Regions from separate parts of the Sus scrofa genome. Here region 1 is linked to region 2. Evidence: chromatin contacts called from public Hi-C data. All regions are on one chromosome and are shown on one strand. The core of a region is the stretch at or near the end of the contact, and the rest is flanking DNA. Distances in the headings are between cores, read along the strand shown. Region 1 has its middle 220 kb from the start of ADAMTS20. Region 2 holds the start of PRICKLE1 (prickle-like protein 1).

Region 1 (5,040 bases), core at 463-2,962, 620 kb before region 2:
AGAAGTGAAGAGTGAACCCAGCCAGCTGATTTGAAAGAAAAATTAGCATACTTTAGTTTTCCCCAAAGCCCAGCAGAGATTTGGCTTGAGCTATTTTTTAACCTCTTTCCAAATGATTTAACTCTGTTGTCTCCTAAGATATAGAGTTGTTTGATCTATCTAATTTGCAAGAGACACAGTTGATAAGCTGCTGAGCAGAAAACTCATTAGGAAAGATAGAGTTCATTGGATTGCAGGCGTAATAGCAAAATGAACAAAGAAAAGAAAGCAAATGTTCTGCTCTGTCATCAACTGGGCCTGTACTATGTGCAGAGAGTTACTGAAGTTATTTTCCCAAGGCCAGGTCAGCTCTAACTGACTTTTGATTAGAATACATAGGAAAACCATCAAACATGGCCATGACAACTCATTCTAGAATGAGTATTGGGAGAGGGGTAGGAATGGCTAAGCCGAACTGTGAGACACAAAAGGGATTACACCTAACCTCAGGATGTGAAGAAATACCCTTTACGGTGGTGCATTACTTAATCATATTGTAGGCTAAGCTATTTGTGAAGGGTTGCTAATTGAGAAGATTAACTTCATTTCCATCTTAGAATGACAGGCGTTCCTGAGCCTGGTGATATAGGTATACAATTTTCTAAGGTTGTTCCTTTTGTGTATGTGTGCAGTGGAGTGACTTAAAGAGAAAGTAGAATGAAGAAGCTTACCATTTCTATTGCATAAATCTCTGCTTGGAATGGTAATATTTAAACACGTAAAAACTCTTAAGAGTATATTGAGATACGTTATCCTCTTGAAGACTCTGTTGCTTGTTTATAAAAGCAATATTAAGCAACCCATGGCTTGGTTATGAGCATTGGATAAGAGGATATGTGTAAAGAATATTTTATTATCTATATAGGAATAAATAAATATTAATTCCTTTTTTATTCTCCACCCTGGGACCTACCTGAACAACCATCCTTTTCTGTAGCCCATCCAGGATGAAACAAGCAAAAATAATAATAGTAATAATAATCCACATTAAGCCACTGAATAGGAGAACTAAATGCTTACTCTACCTTTACTCAAATATATGATGAAGGTTGGAGTCAGGTAAAATAATGGCAACATATGTACTTAGCAGATGGTTAGTTTTCAATTTAGTTTCCTATCTACTCTACTCCAATTACTTTATATGCTCCAGGGTGGCACAATAGGGACACAGTGCTACTAATAAGTCAAGCTTTGGACTGAAAATAAACAGTTCTGCCTCTTTCATCCTATTTCTTTTCAATATTATTGAGCTAATTAGTTTAGAGCCCCAACATGTAGAGCGAATTCCTAAAAATAGATAATTTTATTAAGAGCCTTGGGGAAATACTCTACTGTAATTTGCTTTCCAGATAAATTTTTTATGTAGGTATACAAGAACTATTGCTCAATTATAATAAAATCCCTGTGGAATTACCTGCTCTATGATAATCAGTGTGAGCTCATTCTGGCACACATGTTTTTACAATGAACACCACAGTGCTGTGGTGAAGGGTCAGACAAAGCAGAGAAACAGATGATGTAGGTAACCAGGAAGCCAAAACTGAAGAGCAGAGAAGCTAAAGACTTCAATAGGTTTCAACTGAGAAAAAGGAGGGAGGCTGAGGTTTTGTGCAATGAGACTTCTTCATACTTTAATGATCACTTCCTGAAAATGTTGCAATACCATTTCAGTCTCCAAAGGAGTAAAGTCCTACTCTGGGTAAGGAAGGAGTAAATGGAAATTGCAGAAAGATCATTTTCTTCCTGGAACAATATAAAAAATTTGGCTGCCTTTTCTGGCAGAGAAATGTTGAATTATATTTCTCTTTTTTGTATAATATATTGCCTTTCTATGAGATAAGCCTTTAGGGAAAAGGGCCAACATCCTTTCCCACCCTTACAAGCTGTCAGATTATTTTATTTGTTTTGCAAATTTGAATTTGCTAGAAGTTATCTGTTGAGATGGGCCAAGTAGAAGAAATTCAAGTGGTGTACCACGCACAATCTCAATCAACTCACCATAACTGCAACTTCTCATGGACTCTAGACGACCATTTTCCAAATCCTTCATTAATGGTCAAAACAACTTAATGCTATTTAGTTTAATTTTATCTGATAAACAAGGTCAGATCTGGACAGCACCTTAAAGAGAGTTCCTCAAGAAAAAAAAAATTAACCCAGAAAATAATAATATTAAAAATGTTTCATCTTTCCCAGTCAAGTTGAACCCCTGGGGAGGATATTTGATGAATGAAAGGAAACTGGATCCTGGTTCATTTTTAAGAAACTCCATGTCTCTGAGCTCTTTCTGCCAGTTTTTCTGCAGAATCATCTGAAACCTATTCCAAGGGGCTCCCCATATTCAAACATCAGAAAATTTCATATTCTTTACACTATTAGTCCATTGCTGTTGTATAAATGATCTATTGCCTTTTTTTTGTCTATAGTACTTGCCTCTAAGTTTTATACTAAAATGCTCCCCAGAAACTCTTCGTACACAGTGGACAGTCTCTGAGTTATTCTGTCCGTAATGGTGTAAAGTAGATCAACAAGTTACTTCTTTATTAAAACTAATTGTTAATAATAACTGCATTAATTGAAGACGTTATAATAGAGAAGAACAAATCTGGCTCCAAGTAAGATCTGTTCCTTAACACTTTAACCTTTGTGCTCTGTTGCCTATTCTGGCTCTAGACCTTATATCTGGGATTAACCTTTGTGCTCTGTTGCCTATTCTGGCTCTAGACCTTATATCTGGGATCTAATACAAGGCACAGATGAACCTAATTCAAGGCACAGAAAAGAAAATCATGGACTTGCCGAATAGATTTGTGGTTGCCAAGGGGGAGAGGGAGGGAGCAGGGTGGCTGGGGAGCTTGGGGTTAATAGATGCAAACTATTGCCTTTGGAATGGATTAGCAATGAGATCCTGCTGCGTAGCACTGGGAACTATGTGTAGTCACTTATGATGGAGCATGATAATGTATAAAAATAGAATGTGTACATGTATGTGTAACTGGGTCACTATGCTATACAGTAGAAAAAAATTGTATTGGGGAAATAACTATTAAAAAAATAAAAACACACACAAAAAGAAAGATTAAAAGATAGTATTATGGAAGTTCAGGAGAGAGAGACATTAAAATGATTTAAGAAAGGCTTCTGAGATATATAGTTTATGAACAGAACCTTGAAAAACAGTGAAGATTTTGTGTGGTGAGAAGGGCTGTAATAAGACTCTGGAAATGGGCTCCTAGTTTCAAATTCTCACTCTGTCTGGTGAATTTAACCAATGCCATGGGTGAAGTTACTTAACCACCCTGTGCGAAACGGCAGTGGTAGTAGGTTCTGTTCTGTAGAGTAGTTGTGAAGATAACTCCGGTTATTGTATGGATTTTCCTGATAAAGGCACAACACCAGGTTCACTTTTAGTGACCTGCGATCTAGGCTACACTGCTTAGCAGACACTTCTTAGTGAAAGAGAATATGGGAATTAGAGAGCATCATTCACAGCACATGGAGAAAGAACTGCATATCAGATCATGTTCAGTTTGAATGTATGGCCCTAGACTCTGCCAAGAACTTCAGCCACCTGCTAAGGGGCTCCCTCTCTGCACTCTGGGACCAATCGATCTGATCCTTAGCAGTATTTCTACCACCTGGTGGAAGTCACCATGACATCTGCAGAGGGAGTAGCTCAAGACATCTCATGTGGCAATCGGCATACTGGCTGAGAGTATAAAACCCTGGTGGAGAGGGTGACAAGCACTGAGGGTCTAGATTCTTAGATTTAGAAACCTGTGCTGCTCTTGCAAAAATCTCTCCCATAAATATAACTTCCCTTTGTGTCCTCAGGAAATATTTTACGCCAGATGTGATGGATTTATGGTGAAGACTACCTCGTTTGAGATTCCAGGAAGCAATTGTGCAGAGCCCAATGCTTTCTTACTTTTTCAAGGACCTCCTGTATAGCACAGGGTAATCTACTCTATACAGTGTAAGAACCTATATGGGAAATGAATCTGAAAAGAAACGGATATATGTATATGTATATGTAAAACGGATTTACTTTGCTCTACACCTGAAAACTAACATATCTTTCTAAGTTAATCATACTCAAATAAAATTTATGAAAGAAAAATTTCAAGGAACTGCAATTGAAGTGGCTTGAGATACCTGACACCTAGAAGATCATGCCTCATTATCCTCATTGAGAGTAGTATTGAATTTCTTCTGACCTGATGTCTTTCTATCCTGAAATCTCTGCCCCAATTTGGTCTTTCATATCAAGCACAAAGACTTAGGTACATTTTGTCTGGTTCAGCAACCTCTTGAGGAAAGTGGCGGAGCTACAGAAAAGATAAGCGAATGTTCCTTACAATTAATAGCACTGCAGTATGTCTATTTGTGCAGCTCCATCCCTGAGCAGCAATATAAGAAATTATTGGCTCCAAATAATGGGCATGTTTCTGTTGCTTTCCTTTCGTTGTCACTTATAGATTTAACTCTCTGGGAAATTAGAACTTGCTCACAGTGCAATCATTTCGGTCAAAATGAAAATGAAACATTTTAAAAGCGAAGTTCGCTTGAGTTCAGTGTACCCTCTGAGATTAAAGAAAAGTATGTATTAAAACCGATATCAATGTTGTAATTATAAAGGATATCATTTAACTTGTAAAAAAAAAGCCGTGTTCATTTTAAAATTCATTACTCTCAAATAAATTCCTCTCAGTAAAATGTATGATTTATTTATTTATATATCAAATTTTCAAAGAAGGAAGACAAGTAGCTTATATTATTAAAGGTGGCTGATTTTGTTTCTTGCCACTGGAGAGAGAAAAATCCTTTGATTACTAAAACTGCTTTACTTTGAAGTGAACGATAGAGGGCACTCATGTATTTCATATATAATTGTGCATAACTTTTTTTCATCTGTTAAAATTGACTAAACAATCCTTAATGCATTTTAAAAAGGATTGCAAATGTAAAAATAATATATAACATTGAATACACACATACCAT
Region 2 (4,307 bases), core at 958-3,457:
AGATGCTGGCCAGTGCACTGTCCAAAGAAGCAACAATCCTCTTCGGGGAGAACTGTGAAAACCCTACAGTGCCTGATATGTTTGCTACCAAACAGCAGGTGCTCAACAGACAAAACCTTTGTGAGGTCACTGCAGAGCTGTAATTCCTCCGATACCAGATTCATTTCTTACCGTAAGAAAGTAGCATTGTCTCCAATTGATAGGGAGGTTCAAGTGCAGGTTCCGTAAATATCCTCCTCTTGAACTTCTCCATACTCAACTCTGCCTGCTACAAATGCCCACTGGTCCATCAAAGAGTACTTTCCCATGAAGATGCAGCTACAGAACTTCAGCGATACTGTTTTGCATTCCAGCCTCCACAAATTCTCTTCCACTGTGTCATTCAGTTTGTTGGGAAACTGCTTTCATTTGAAGGTCTCCATTGAGACAACAGACAGCCGCCCATAGATGCTAAGAGGAGAGTGGACTCTGCCCTTAAAAGCACTGATTTTCATGACCTCCATGGGTGGATAAATCATTTTGTTGGTCTTCCCAGAAGTTCTGGATTTTAGGTAAAGCCAAAATTTTACAGCTTAATAGAAGCATTTGTTACCCTGGCAAGATATACAGACCTAACTTAAAAGGGCAACTGCAATAAAATGCTGAGGACCAAGACAGCCTAGGTTGTTTCCCCCAGATTCCCATCAGTTACAAACACCAGGAACAAGTGGAATTATTTCATCTTTCCTGAGGGCTCTGTGATCAGAGGTTTAGAAACTCAGCCCTGAATCTAGAGGGGAGAAAGTTTCTACAGTGCAGGGAGATCTGAATCAGACTTGGAATTACAGAGCCCAGGGCTGAGGCCAAACATTCCCCAAGATTTGTAACATTTCCCCTTCCTCTGCCTTTAGATGTTATTGCTTTAATCCTTTTTTTACATCAACTCTGAATCTGTCGAGAATTCCCTTATTTTATTCCCAATGATAACTGAAACTCGTTATTCTGAAAATTTTTGAAATTGACTCTTTTGATTTTTCTTAAAGAAATAGAAAATGCATCAATCCCCTCTGCCCCTCCCACACATCCTCATCTTTTTGGAAGATGTTACAGTGTCCTAGAGGGTTGTGGAAGGGATTGAGAGGTCAATGAAGCCCCAGCTTTGCAGAGACACCTGTCAAGCTGGGCTCAGCGGCTGCCGCAGAGATGTGCCCTCTGTAACCCCAGGGGACACGGTACCCACACGGTGTGAGACTCCACTGATCTGAAGCTGGAAAGAGCGAGGGGTTTTGAGGTTCTAAGATGACACAGATGTCAGGGTAGAACTTTCAAACAAGCTAAGCCCCAATTCACCCTGAGCGACTTTGCCTGAGAGCCCAGCCCAGGAAACTGGGCAGACTGAAAACATGGAGAGCAGTCAGGCCGATGAAAAATGATCCTCGAGATCAAATTAATGCTTTAAACACGACCTGAAGTGCGCCACGCTAATTTGGATCGGGCCAGGGACATGGCGATGGGCTGAGGTTCTCCTGTGCAGTACCCAGACTTTGAGATTTCGATATGACCAGCACCGTCTAGGAGGGAAGGGAACGGACTAAAAGCCAAATCTTTGGTTGCTTGCTCCGAGGTGGAGACAGCCCAGAGGGGGGTTACACAAGGTAGGATCGAGTCCAAGCGGGCCCCCAGCAAGGCGAGGCGCGCGCCGGAAGGAATCTAAGTAAGAGTTTAATTAACTCTCCCCGCCCCCGCCCAAGTCAAAGGAAAAGAAACCCAAAGAGGCAACCCCCAAATCGTTTGATCAGAGGAAATTGGGTTTGTCTTTTCCCCCCCTTTCACCCTTCCTGTCTTTCCATCCATCAGAATGGTTTGTTTAAAAAAAAAAAAAAAAAGAAGAAGCCTTTAAAAGGGGGGGGGCGGGGCAGAGGAGACGACCCAACAGCACTTGAGAATCTGGGTTGTGCCCTTGCGAACTTCGTGCAACAGATCCCTGGCGCCCAGCTCAGCCCTCCCGCTGCGCCAAGCAAGTCCTGCACGCCCGGCCTCCCCGCGCCCTCTGCAGCAGGAGCCGGGAGCAGATCTTGCCTCTCGTGGCCGAGCAGGGGGCGCGTGGGCGCGCGAGCGTCCCGGATCCCGCGGCGGCATCCGCGCTCCGCGTTTTCGCTCGCGCCGGGCCCGCGGCCGAGGACGGGGTGCGCGGTGGCGCGGCGCGGGCTGGGCTGCGGGGCGCACTCTGCCTGCAACCCAGCGAGCGCCGCCTCCCGCGGCCGCCGCGCCCGACAGCGCGCCCCGGAGCGTGCCCGCCTCGCGCTGCCTGCACTGACCTCCGCGGGGGCGCCGCGGCCGCCCCAGCCACGTCCCGGGCTCCGGATGGTTCGCGTCCTGCCCACCCTCGCCCGCCCCTGACTCCGTGGACCGCAGCTCCGCAGACCCGCCGCGGCGCCGACGACCGTCTAGCCGAGTCCGGCTCCCTCGCCCGGGTGAGTGGGCTCCGCAGAAGGGCTACGGGTGCGGCGGTGGGGGGCGAGCGCGCAGGGGAAGGGCCGGGCAAGGTCCGCGTCATTGCGGGGGGTCATTGGCACCCAGGCTGGGTTGGTGTCGCAGAAAATGGGGGAGATGGGTATAATTGGTTTGTTGGGTTGTGTAGACAGCGAAAGCAGATACTGGGGCTGCAGTACCAAGAGGGCTTCGGATAGGCTGCACGCACGGCTCCGGTTTGCTGCATCACAACCAACTCTTGATTCTCTCCTGCGGGGAAACCCGCTCAGTGGCCCCAGAGTTAGGGCTCTGCGGGACGCAACGAGGCCAGGAAGGTTGGCCTGTGTCCGCCGCTTAGGATCGCCTGTCACCTACTGGCGTCCGCGGGGAGGGTGCGGATTCTCTCCTAAGGCTCTGGGGGAAAGGACCGATTGCTTTTTGGCTGGGGTGCACCAGCTCCCCGCTCCCCTCCCGCCCCAGCAGTGGTGTTTTCTGAATGTAACACGGATATGGGAAAGAATGGGAGCGTCTTCTTCCCTTTAGGGAGAAAAAGTTGAAGAAATCAGGCATGTTAATAATTAGCAGGACCGGGACTCAGGATGCAGCAGAAAGCTGTTAAATTTACATTGCCCTCTAAGAAAAACAAACGGCATCGCCGGCGACTATTGGCAGTGCGGTGTTATTCTGGGGACTTTGGGAAAATTGTCCACAGATTGTCTTGGGGAGGCTGAAGAAGGAGGTGGGGGTGGGGGAAGGATGGCTGGCTCCGCAGAGTTCCAGCTTGCCTAAGGAGGACTCAGAATCACAAGCCAAACACGTTTGGTTGCTGATTTTGAAGAGTATGGGAAGCAGCTGTTGTGGCCCTGAGCAAGGTGAGGAAGCCAGCACGGGAACTGCCTAAAGGAGAAGAGCCTGTGAGGCTCCTGCCTCTCCGGAGGAGTTCAGATGCATCTGTGCTATAAAAAGCGTGGGTATATATGTGGCTTTTCCTATGGCTTTTATGAAGGACAGGGTGTAGGTAATGAAATTCTGTGTGTGCCTGCGGTACAGTTTTGCCGACCTCCCAATTTGAATCAGTACTTCGGAAGGCAGTGTCTGCAGCCGACGTTACATAATTGATGTGGTTCCCCATCAGATATATTTTTTAATATGCTTCTGGAGTAAAAGGAACGTCCATCTGTTACTTCAGACAGACCCAAGGTGTAGACCGGTGAGGGTCGCTGCATGTTTGCCCGGTCTGGCTCCAGATGTGTGAGCTCAGCTGTTGCCTGTCACTTAGGTGACAACTGGCCTTTTCCCACTAAGCCTTTGCTGTCTCCATTATCCTGAGTGAAGTGTCAGTGTTCAGCCGCCTTCTATTATCGGAGTGGACTCTAACCCCTTGGGAGGCGGCAGCCTTGTTTGACCATCCCCAACAATATGTCTGTTTTCAGACTTGGAAGGGAAAAGAAAAAAAAAAAAAAATCCCATGACAGCAAGATCGATACATTTGGAATTGAGCACCAACTTAATCCAAAGATTCTGTTTTAATCAAGACAGTTCTGGAAGGATGACGCAATATTTGTCAAGGCTTTTTCTCTGGAACAATATTTACTCCCACCAGGGGATTTTAAACTTAAACAGCAGCCATTTATCTTGCTGTCTGGTGGGGCCCGGTTCGGCTTGCCTCCATGTGGTCCTAGCCTAGGTGGCTGGGCCTGGCCTGGGATGGGAATCTGTCATTGTAACCCAGCTGGAGCCTGAAGAAAGCAAAATACAGCACCTGCTGGTACCAGGGGGTTTCTAAATGCCATCATCTGGTGAGTCAGGAAACACACAAGATATTTTACAAGCTCTTCCAGAGATGTTTATACAAA

What was found. A called contact is a pair of places that touch in the nucleus more often than the background predicts.
Region 1: a contact with region 2 is called in a Hi-C map of adipose tissue, with 3 times the contacts expected there. The contact joins the enhancer-like site here to the promoter of PRICKLE1 in region 2. A contact is called at or near these places in 17 of 47 Hi-C or Micro-C datasets (adipose tissue, alveolar macrophages, embryonic fibroblasts and 10 more) and 1 of 2 datasets of contacts at active chromatin or transcription factors (skeletal muscle).

The regions. Positions count from the first base shown.
Region 1 is chr5:74,445,428-74,450,467 of Sscrofa11.1, reverse strand. No RefSeq gene overlaps it. Among named protein-coding and RNA genes, the nearest start is that of ADAMTS20, 220 kb to the left of the region's middle. Within about 2 kb of position 1,712, at least 4 of the 83 cell types and tissues checked have an H3K27ac peak or open chromatin away from gene starts, as enhancers often do. A contact at or near this core is called in adipose tissue, where this site is marked.
Region 2 is chr5:73,824,429-73,828,735 of Sscrofa11.1, reverse strand. It overlaps PRICKLE1 (prickle-like protein 1), which reads left to right and starts at 2,207. Exons shown (of 8, transcript XM_021092560.1): 1 at 2,207-2,453.